Linked DNA regions of Mus musculus: region 2 is linked to region 1. Evidence: chromatin contacts called from public Hi-C data. All regions are on one chromosome and are shown on one strand. Each heading gives the region's core, a stretch centred on a gene start, on an enhancer-like site or on the middle of the called end of the contact. The rest is flanking DNA. Distances are from core to core; before and after follow the strand shown. Region 1 overlaps Wdr25 (WD repeat domain 25). Region 2 holds the start of Begain (brain-enriched guanylate kinase-associated).

What was found. Hi-C and Micro-C count contacts between places; a contact is called where the count stands out from the background.
Region 2: a contact with region 1 is called in a Hi-C map of the N1E-115 cell line, with 1.8 times the contacts expected there. The contact joins the promoter of Begain here to the enhancer-like site in region 1. A contact is called at or near these places in 1 of 39 promoter capture datasets (macrophages), 3 of 484 Hi-C or Micro-C datasets (the N1E-115 cell line, female germline stem cells and spermatogonial stem cells) and 2 of 9 other capture datasets (liver and pancreatic islet).

The regions. Positions count from the first base shown.
Region 1 is chr12:108,981,135-108,986,400 of GRCm38.p6, reverse strand. All of the region lies in intron 3 of Wdr25 (WD repeat domain 25), which reads right to left. Among named protein-coding and RNA genes, the nearest start is that of Gm52002, 62 kb to the left of the region's middle. Within about 2 kb of position 1,465, at least 39 of the 459 cell types and tissues checked have an H3K27ac peak or open chromatin away from gene starts, as enhancers often do. A contact at or near this core is called in the N1E-115 cell line and pancreatic islet, where this site is marked.
Region 2 is chr12:109,066,264-109,071,310 of GRCm38.p6, reverse strand. It overlaps Begain (brain-enriched guanylate kinase-associated), which reads left to right and starts at 3,094. Exons shown (of 7, transcript NM_001163175.1): 1 at 3,094-3,185. The coding sequence starts at 3,144.

The DNA.
Region 1 (5,266 bases), core at 216-2,715:
CCGTCACCAGCTGGATGCTGGAGACAGGCAGGGTGATGGATAAGCTGACAGCCGGACAGACCCATGGCCTGGACCGGCTCTTCGTTGGTCCTTCACTGCCATCTCGGGCAGGTAGGAGGACTCAACGTTAAGTGCTATGCAAAACACTCTGGAGGAAGCAACCAAAGAGGGCCATTATTGTTTGAAAAATTAAACCCTAACTTATTGAATTCATCTGTGGTTAAATTAAAAGCTAAAGCCAAGGGATGCTGGGTTTTAACCATGGGAACCTTAAGAGACTAATGACTGCTGGGCTTTCCCGGGAGGCCTGGAGAACACAGCAGGCCTGGGCTGCCTTGCACCTTTGCTGAGGAGCCTTGCAGAAAGGAAAGGCGGGAGATAAGTCAGCAAGGAGAAGCTTGACCAAGAGCACTGGCCGCTCTGAGGTGAAGGTCTTTCTCCTGGAATCCGTGGCACTCTCTCACCTCCCCCAAACGGTCGCCTGTCTATCAGTTCTCCCCCTGGGCGGGGCTTCTTCTTGGGCTAGCTGTAACAGACCTTTCACCTTGGGACTATCTTGCTTGTCTGCTTGTTATAGGAATTTCTGTTTATTCACTGCAGGCTTATAGGAAATTGAGCTTTAAAATATGTAATCCATTGGCACTTGGCTGTATTGATCTGGTTATAATGAGCTCAACCAGTATAAAAACTGTTTGGATCTTCTTGGAGTTAAGAAAAATTACTTCTTTTCCCTTTTGGATCGATAATGATACAAATAGAAACTATGTTTCTGGGCTTGGGGGGGGGGGTGTCAGCACAGAGTCCTTGCTTATGAGTCTGAGGCTCCAAGTTCAATCCACAGCCCTAGAATAAACCGTCCTTTAAAGCAAAGCCATGGTTCAAGGGTTCCACAGAAACTCTGAGTACTCACTCTCCAAACACTACCACTTCCATAGCTTCTCCATCCAGTACCACTGAGGGGCTGGGTGACCCAGGCAGGCAACCACTGAGCGCTGGGATAGAAATCAAGCTTACCTGGGGCAGCCCCTCCTGTAGCCAGGGTGACAACATCTGGCAGCCTAATGCTGAGTCGGGGCCTATGCACCTCCATTTTCACTCAGCATGTTTGGCTCCCAGACCACTCCTGACTCATCAATGGCACTTCAGATGAAGTGAAACCCAAGTACTGATCCCTTTGAAAGAGAAGGGACGACCATGCCCCCTGCAGGGAGCTCACCTTGGCTATGCTACTCTGAGGTCACACGTGGGAAGGGGGACCAACATGTACAGTAAGCTTATCCCCGCAGGCCTGGTTGGATCCTGCACTTGTCACACAGCAATCCTGGGTAAGGGCAGGAACTAATCTGCATCTCGGAGCTGAGGAAAGGGAGTCTGGTGAGGGAGAGGACATCTGGCCCTACGGCCAGCCACACAGACACTGACTGGCTCGTCTGACCCCAGAGTCCCTCTGTCTGCATCCCACCTCCAGACCCACCGGCGACTCGTGACCTTTCCTCCTCCGTGGCTCTTTGTTCCTAGCCACAGACTCAGGGACATGTAGGGAAAATGTTGACAGGGAAAAGCTTGTGTTGTTGGCCCGTGGTAATTGAGCCTATGTTCCCAGGCAGCAGGCATATGACTCATCTCGCTAAAATCAATATCGTTACAGCGTCCTCTGGGAAGTATTCAGCCAGCTGTAAATGTAACCATCCTGACTCAAAGTTAAGGAGAAAAGAAGCTTGCTAACGTTCAAATCACCCTCTGTGCAGCAGGATCAGGGCCATGCGGGCAAGGGGGCAGAGGCCAGGCAGGATGCGGGCTGAGGGCCAGGTAGGCCTTGTCTGCATGCCCACTGGCACGCTCTGGGCTCAGAGCCTGACAGCCTTACTGCAAAGCCATGCTCAAAACTGCCCTTCAGGGGTGGGTGTGAGAGCAGACACAGAAGAGCAGAAGCAAGCCCTGGACCTGACAGACAGTACGGCCACATGGATGGTGGCTGCAGGAGCTGGCAGCTGCCATTCTTTTCCTTCCAAGCCCAGCCACTTTCAATTATCAAGCTGGACAAAACTGCATTTCTTAAAATTAGGAGGTGGGGAGTTAGCTTGCAAACCAGCTGTGTTTGGCTGTAAGCAGCTTTGTTGAAACACATAAGCCACCATACTAACATCAAACATGGCCTGACTGAGTTCAGATCCGGGGCCAGTCAACAAAGGGGGCCTAACCTAAGAAGAACCAGTTGTTCCTTGATGGCTGCTGCCCACACAGAGGAGAAACATGGCTACTGTAAGCCCATTTCAATCAATAAAATCGTGCCAGGGCCTGGTGTCATCTTCTTCATAAGGAGGGCTGGCATGAGTGTCCTAGCTATGGATAAGAACTGCTTTATGAAGATGAAGAAGCCCTCCCTAGATGGGAGCCAGTGAAAGGATGCTTAGTTTCCAGGAGAAGGGGTCACAGATGGCAGACACATGCAGAAGGGGGTTAAAGAAAGGGTCTTGTGACATGGCTAAAAAAGGTGGGGGTGGGCAAAGGTGTACCTGAAGGACAGTAGCCAGGGACCATCATCAATTTGAACCCTGCTGGAGAAGCCCTCAGTGGCAAACAGACACAAATGCCAGTCTGAGAACAAGCCTACCCCTTGGGGGCTGCAACAGCCAGCGCTCACTGTTTCCTTTGTGGTTTTCAGGGGCACTAAACGTCTTCCTGAAGTGTGCTGGGGAAACCCAAGTGTGCCACACAGCTTGAAGACCTACAGAGGCCCTGGCTGCGGCACACCACTTGCTTCAAGCACCCATGGGAGCTAGTGGCACTTCAGAGGCTTAGCCTGACAGAGCCTTCTCGAATGGTCTCTCCTCCAAGCCTCTTCGCCACGGCCTTCATATGGACACTTTTCACTCTTCCTATACCAAGAGCTCTGAAACTGTCAGGGCTAGCCCTGTTCCTGCTGGAACATAGCTGTCCACAGCTCAAGAAGCATACTTCAGCTTGCCACTCAATCAGAGAGGTCAGTCAAGATCCTGCAGGCACTCCATCCTCCCAGAGCCTGTTTTCTGTAGATGCTGAGACACTGCCTGGAGACAGCCAAGCACTCTGCCAAAAGTTAGGCCAAGCTAGTTTGTCCAGGACAGGGAGGGGTGTGGGAAGGCACACTAGTCCATGTGTTGACAAGATACCTTTGCCAGCCCCATAAGCCCAAGCTACATCCAGCTGTCACCAACAGTTGGATGACCTCAAGAAAGTCATCAAGGGGGGCTGGAGAGATGGTTCAGTGGTTAAGAGCACCGACTGCTCTCCAGAAGGTCCTGAGTTCAAATCCCAGCAACTACATGGTGGCTCACAACCATCTGTAATGGCAGTCAGGACACTAAGCATCCCAGAGAGAAGGGGGGATGGCCTTAGCCAAGACTTCCTAGAGTTCTTCAGAGGGCTAGACTGTGGGGTCAGCACACCTACCTCAGACCCCAGATAGAGAAGAGGAGCTGCCACCCACCACCAAGAAGAGCAACTCTGAGGGGCTGACATCTGCAAGAGGAGCCTTCAGAGCTGAGAAAGCTCCAGAGGGCCTCTGAGGAGATGACTAGCTGATTGGTATGCAGGACAGGTCACGAACAAAGCCAGTGACACTCAGGGCCTGGGTGGTATCTGCCAGTGTTCCCTGAGGCCGCCTGTGCCTAATGTAGCAGAGACGTTCGTTAGGGAGATTGCAGACGGAAACAGGAGCGCCAAAAATAATTAATCTGTGAGCAGATTTGATTAAGTGTTGATTCATGGCTGTTCTGTAAGCCAACAGCCCGTCAGAACTATAAATTAACGAGATAAAATGGTGCTGGCCCTCCATATTTCAGGCCGGGTATTGACAGTTTAGAATCCACAGATTTTTAACTGTATTGATTGAGGACACCAGGATAAATGGCCTTGGCACCAAATTCCCATTAATGACAATGGGCACCGAGTGACTAATTCCCAGAGCACTGCAGAGAGAGTGCCCTACGCTGCCTTCTCCTGGCAGGGCGCTCTAATTAGATTGAAATGAAAAAGCCAAATGACCATGGGCGGGAGAGGCAGAGGAAGGAAATGGAAGATCAGACCTGGGGAAGAGAAAGAACAAGACTAGTGAGAACCAGACCAAGGCCACGGGCTGCACACATGCTAAGAGTGGTCCTAGCGAGACACGGGGCCAGAGACGGGTGTGCCAGCCCTTGGGAGCTTCATTATTCAGGATAGGAGGACCCAGCAGGGAACAGCCTCAGCTGTCCAATTGTACAGATGTGAGCCAGCTCTGTTCAAGCAATAGACAAAGAGACCACCAAGAAGGCCACACCCTCGAGGACACATGCTTGCCAGGATAGTGACAGAAACTGGCAACTATCCTCACAGGAGAGGCCTCGCCTAGCGGCCAGAGGTCTTCCCTGAGGCTGGGCTTGCTCCAAACAACCCATCAACTGTGTCCTCTCTGGGGACAAAAGACATCCAGCATACCTTCACACGGTTTCACACACAGTGGGTGTATACTAAGTAACAATGTATGGAATGAAAAGAACTCCTCAGTACATGAGCCCCCACGCAGACACCGTTCCCAGCCAAGGCAGATGGCGTGCCTTTGACCACGCCCTACTGCATGTCAGCTCTCAGAAATGGGGCCATGCCTCTCTCTAGCTACCCTTCACACAAGGGCCCCTTGGAGCCCTGTCAGCATGCTGCCTTCCCTGGTCCCCCATCTGACGGGACACCTGATGGGACAGCTCCTCATCTCCCCTCCACTGAGCCACATGTCACATGATACCAGCTACAGTTCCAGGTCCTCATAGCTGTAACACAAACAGGATCATGATCCACTGCAGTCCCCAACTTGTCATCTACCTGCCGACTGCCATGGCTTTCTAATTTGTCAGGCATTAGACCTTTTTCTCACCTAGAAAATGGCACCCACTGCTGCTGACAGCCATAATGACAATTCTAAAGGCCATGTGAAAAGCCCAGGAAGCTTGCTCTGAGCTCAGCAGTGTAGGTTAGACGCCGTGTCCAATGGTCCCCTTGCTGTCTCCCTTGCTGTCAGTGAATGGGCCAAGCCAGGACTGCTGCATAGAGCTTGCCTGGGTAGGCGGCTTTAGCTGGCTTCTCTTCCCTTCCCTACCTGATGGAGGCTTCCTGAGGATCTGCCCACATGACCCCAGCCCCGCCCAGCTGCATGTTAGGGTTACACAGAGAAGAACCCCTCTGAAGACTCAGTTCCCCCACATGGGCTGACAGGGATTCTAAACTAATGCCAACAAAAGGACACCGTGAT
Region 2 (5,047 bases), core at 1,845-4,344, 83 kb before region 1:
TCTTCCTGTAGGGTGAATCTTTCTCGGGCTTTATCCAATCACTGTATCTTCTGAACATTATATGGGAAAGCACACAGACAAAGGTGACCCAGGAACACTCCGAGACAACAGAAGCTTAGATATGGTTTCCCGGGACCCAGGCCAGAGGTCTAGCTGTTGGAGGAGGGGTCACTCCCAAGTTGGTCTTCACTAGCTGTCCTGAGTGAGAATGGAAGACGCAGGGATATTTAGACCACGACGCACCCAAGTGGAGCCACACTCTTGCCAGGAGACAAGATTGTGAAGGTTTTGGAAGTTGGGAGGGAAAATCAAGTCTCTCCTTGGGACCAGAAAGTTGGGGATCTGGACAAAGCTGAGGCCATTCCAGGAGTTCTCCTCACTGGGATGTTGTCTCTTGTTTGATGAGGATACAGTAAGCATGTCTGTGGGTGGATGGAGATGGAAGGGCAACCTGGAGACAGAAGAGACTCCTGAGCCTGAGGTGGGAACCAGGTTCCTTGCTGTAGGTTTGGGGAGACAGCAGGAACCTTGCCTGTAAGACCCACAGTGTGGCAAAAGGCACAACCCTGTGACGGTCTCAGGTGTGCAGTGAGTGACCAGAAAGGAGGAAGAGGGACCATGGATGAACGGGCCTCACTGAGACAAATGCTTCGCTGGGGTGGGGTCTCTCCTGCGGCTGGCCAAGTCCAACAATATACTTCTGGAGGAACAGCCGGTCTTCTGCTCCCTAGATGGCACAAGTATGCTGGGACAGTTATGGAACCCTAGTGTCCAGACATCTGGAAAGCTGATGAGGGTTGGGGACAGGAACTGAGGACCAAGGCCTCTACCACACGGGGTAGTGTTCCCCACGTCCACCCCAGCTGAAGACAGGCCTCCTCTAGGAAGTTCCTCCTGGGTTACTATGCTCTGCTGTTCTGAACGCAAAAGCCCTGGGCTCTCAACTGTTGGGATGCTCTTCAGGTGACACCCCTAGGCTTTCCTCTACCTGGGAGAAGGTCAGACATGGATAGGGGCACTGGGCCAGACGAACGATGTGCTCAAATCCTTGATCAGCTTTCTCCTTGCTAGTGGCCTCTGGGAAGGGGCATAACCTCTAAGCTTCCGTTGTACTGTCTGCAAAGGGAGCAGTACCACCTTTCACATGGAGTGTGACAGGGACAAAAGACCCACAGCCAGGGACAGCTGTCTCCCTGTCCCCTCCCACTGGTGGGAGATGAAGGGAGTCTAGTGAGGGAGGGATGAAACAAGACCTTAGGAACAACTCTAGAGTTGAAGGTTGAAGCCTTCCCAAGCAAGCCTGGCCTGAGTCTGAAGACTTCCGAAGTATAGCAGGCAGGAGCCATTGGCCCCTCCCCTTCCTCTCTAGCCATCTGTGCATTGGCAGCAGAGGAGGCAGGGCAGAGGAGAACAGCGTTCTGGCTTCACCTGAGCAGGACCCATCTCTAAGGGAAGGCTACAGCCCAGGGCAGGAAATATAGACAGAACCCAGTTCTATGGGCTACATCTGTGTTCTCTGTTTTTCCCTTCAGGCCTTTGGAGGCCTGTATGGGGGAAAGTAGGACTTTAAGGACTGTTCCATCTCTGTCAGGAGGACCGCAGTGATCAGGATTGGTGGCCCATGCTACCTCTAACTTCAGCATGGGTTAACTCAGATCCCCAGAGCAAGAGACACATCCACAGTGAGTCAGAAGTTAGCATAAGCTGGCCACCGTGGGCCAGGGCTGCCTTCTTGTACCTGCCTCAGTTGTGGTCCATACTCCTAGAGTTAGGAGGAGCATCCTGAGGCTCACTGAACCCTCCCCTTCCACACCTATTACAGAGTAATGTCCCTGGGGAAGATAAGGGACACTCCTAACTTCTACCCCACCCCCACCCCCGTGTCTGCCTGTTCCTCCTGGAGACTCACTTTTATTGCCTCTCTCTCTTCCTTCGCTGTCAGCACACTTTTCCTGTGCTGTCACAGTGCCTGAGTGCACCAGCTACTCCCCTAATTAAAGGAGAGAGAAGCTGCAATGTACACAGCACATAAGGCCGAGGGGTGGATGGTGGTGACAGCCCCGTGACAGCATGGATGTCCTCGCTGCCCCTGGACCGTACACTTAAAGGTGATTAAAATGCTAACTCTTGACATGTATGTTTACCACAGTACAATGTCAACATACGTGCTGTAGTCGCTGCTAGTATCCCCTTATCTCCCTCGGAAACCATTAACACTCAACCGTTCAGCCCACAGGCCCTGAGAGAAGCCAAAGGTAGGCTCTGCTGTCTTTTTCCCCCACCCCAGATCCTTCCTGGCCCCATGTGATTGACTCTACTAGACTGGAAAGATGCTCCCGGGGCAGAAGGGGGACCCTGGTTTCTCGGGACTTATGCTAGTTAGCTTCCATACGTGCTCCAGTTTGGTTGGGACTATCAGCACCACTATGCCAGTGTCTCACCCAGGGCCAGAATAACCTGACAAGTCCTGAGCGCTACTGGGGCCAGAGAGGGATGCTCTACCACAGTCACAGTTGCCCTCCTGAAGTCATGATTCCTTTTGGATTACTTCTTGGAAAGAAGGAGCCCCTCCACTATTATGGAGCTCCCAGACAGAGATTTACAGGCCAGTCTTGGAAGTATATAGGGGGGCTGCTGCAGTTTAAGGAACCCATGACAGGTATGGGGGCTAGGCATCGGCCAGAACTTGAAGGGCAGAGCAGTGGACTACACCCTTGGAAGTCACTGTCCTGTCTGTAAACTGCAAGGTCCCTGAGGGCAGGGACCTGTCTCTCACTGCCAAGTCAGTCCCTGGGGACCTGAGTGGCCGGTACACAGCAGGTACCTACTAAATGCTGGTACCCCACCCCCAAGCAGGGCCCGGGACACAAGGCGTTGCACCCCACACTCCTCCATTCATGCCCGCCGCCATTCATGCGCGCGGGACTCATTCACCCCGCGCGCCGCCATTCCGCGCCCTGTGCGCCCCGCGCCCACCACGTGCGCCCTGCCCGGCGCGGCGCGGGGAAGCGCCGGAGCAGCCGCGGCTGCGCGGGGCCGGGGCTGGCGGGGAGCCGGGCCGGGGGCGGGGGGCGGGCGCTCCCTGCGGGAAGCGGGGCGCTGGGGAGCCCCGGCCGCGGGCTCGGGCGCGCAGAGCCGGGGCCATGTGGACGGGTGGCCGGCGGCCGGGCCGGCTTCGCCGGGCGGTGAGTACCCGAGAGCCGGGCTGGCAGGGCGCGGGGCGGGGCTGGGCGGCGGGCACCACGCTGGGGCGGTCCCTGCGCGCGCCCGCGGCGGCCCTGGGTGGCGCCGGGGCCCGGGGCCCTCGCGCGGGGCGGGGCGGCCGGGCCTCCGCGGCTGCTTTGCGCGTGCGGCCTGAGGACTTGCGGAAGGCGGGTGTAGGGGGCCCGGCTGAGCCCACCCCGTTCGGGGGGCGGCCCTGGAGAGGCCGCAGAGCCGGAAGGAGACTGGCCAGGGACCGCTTCCCGAGCGTGGGCCGCGCGTGGGCCCGCGCATGCCTCGGGCACCTTCATCTCCGGCCGCCCTAGCAGGCCGCCAGCAGTCCTCCCCATGGACAGGCGAGGAAACTGAGGCTGGGCAGGCAGGGCCACTCTGCAGGCGCTGACCTGCTCACAGAGCCCCTGCACGTTGGCTGGGAATTTCTGCCCCTAGCATTTCCGTTTCCTGCCTGGTTTAGAGGTGTTTCATTCCTCGTGTGTGCCCACCCCATCAGAACAAGGTTCCTTTGGGGCAAGAGCTGCGTGGGCGACATCTCGGAATCTCCTGAGGGAGCAGGATGGGAGCTGGGAAGGTCCCCTGGAGCAAGGGCTGGCTGCAAGAGACAGACAGGAGCCATGCAGGTGTGCAACCCTGATGCCCAGGGTTGGTCCACCAGTGCAGTCCCTGGGCACATGTGGGGGACATCATCTTTCTGGATTCCCTTATCCTGAGGTCCCAATACCCTGGGCCCCTGGAGGCCATGGGATGCTCTCTTAGGTTCTCTGGGCCTCAGTTCCCCCACTGTCCAGGAGTAAGTGGTCTTTGCTACTCTCAAGTCTAGGCTATGAGAAGGTCTCTAGGAGGAAGCCCCTTTTCTGTGCTGTGTCTGGGCAGCCCAGTAGGGCAAGTGGCCTTTGGGGACGGCTCTGCCTGGCATCTGTGACAAGCAGGGCGGGGAGGCAGCAGCAGGGCCTGGCAGCCTCCTGCAAACCCTTAATTTTCCCACAGCTCACTATAATCAGGGCGGCTCTGGAAAGCAAGCACAGTGGCAGATGCAGGCGCAGGGCGAGGGGCTCCTGAGCAGCACCAAGGACCCTCCCAAGTTCCTGTCTCACATGTGTTCATTCCTGTGGCCTGCTCTGTGTGCTGGCTCCTGAGTAGTGAAGTGGGAAGTCAGGGATGCCTGGGGCCATGGCCTGTAAGAACTTCTCATAGGCTGGAGGTCAGGTGAGGGACCCACATAGGCCAAGAGCAGAATTCAGTGTGAAGCAGTCCGGACAAGGACTTACTTTCTCTTTCTCTCTCTGTCTCTCTCTCTGTCTCTCTCTCTGTCTCTCTCTTCTCTCTCTCTCTCTCTCTCTCTCTCTCTCTCTCTCTCTCTCTCTCTCTCTCGGCCTTGAGCATCTGGTTGGCCTGCAGTGGCTGCCATTTATAGAATACTGACTGTGTACTGGGTATCGTCATTAGCACCATCCCCGTAGCAGCATCCCGGAGAGTGAATGGACGGATAAGTGAATGAATGAGTGGATGGGAGAGAGGGACAGCAGTCAGTCAGCAGGGCTTGGACACAGTCCACAAGAATTCCCCACAGCTTCCAGGAGAAGACCCACAGGCTAAGCTGGGGGAGATGAAGTTAGCACTGGGTTAGCAGGAAGAGGCTTGCAGGGAGTGAGAAGGCGTGAGTCTGAGAACCACAAAAAGCATCCTGCAGAAATGTTCAGTCAAAGGCCAGGGCAGCCCTTCCAGTTTAAGACTCTGATGGTCAGAGCTGCAAACTGTGTTGGTCCACAGTTGTCCCAGGGTCCCCTCTCACCTCCCATCCTGCCTCAGAACTCGTCATGTGACTAAT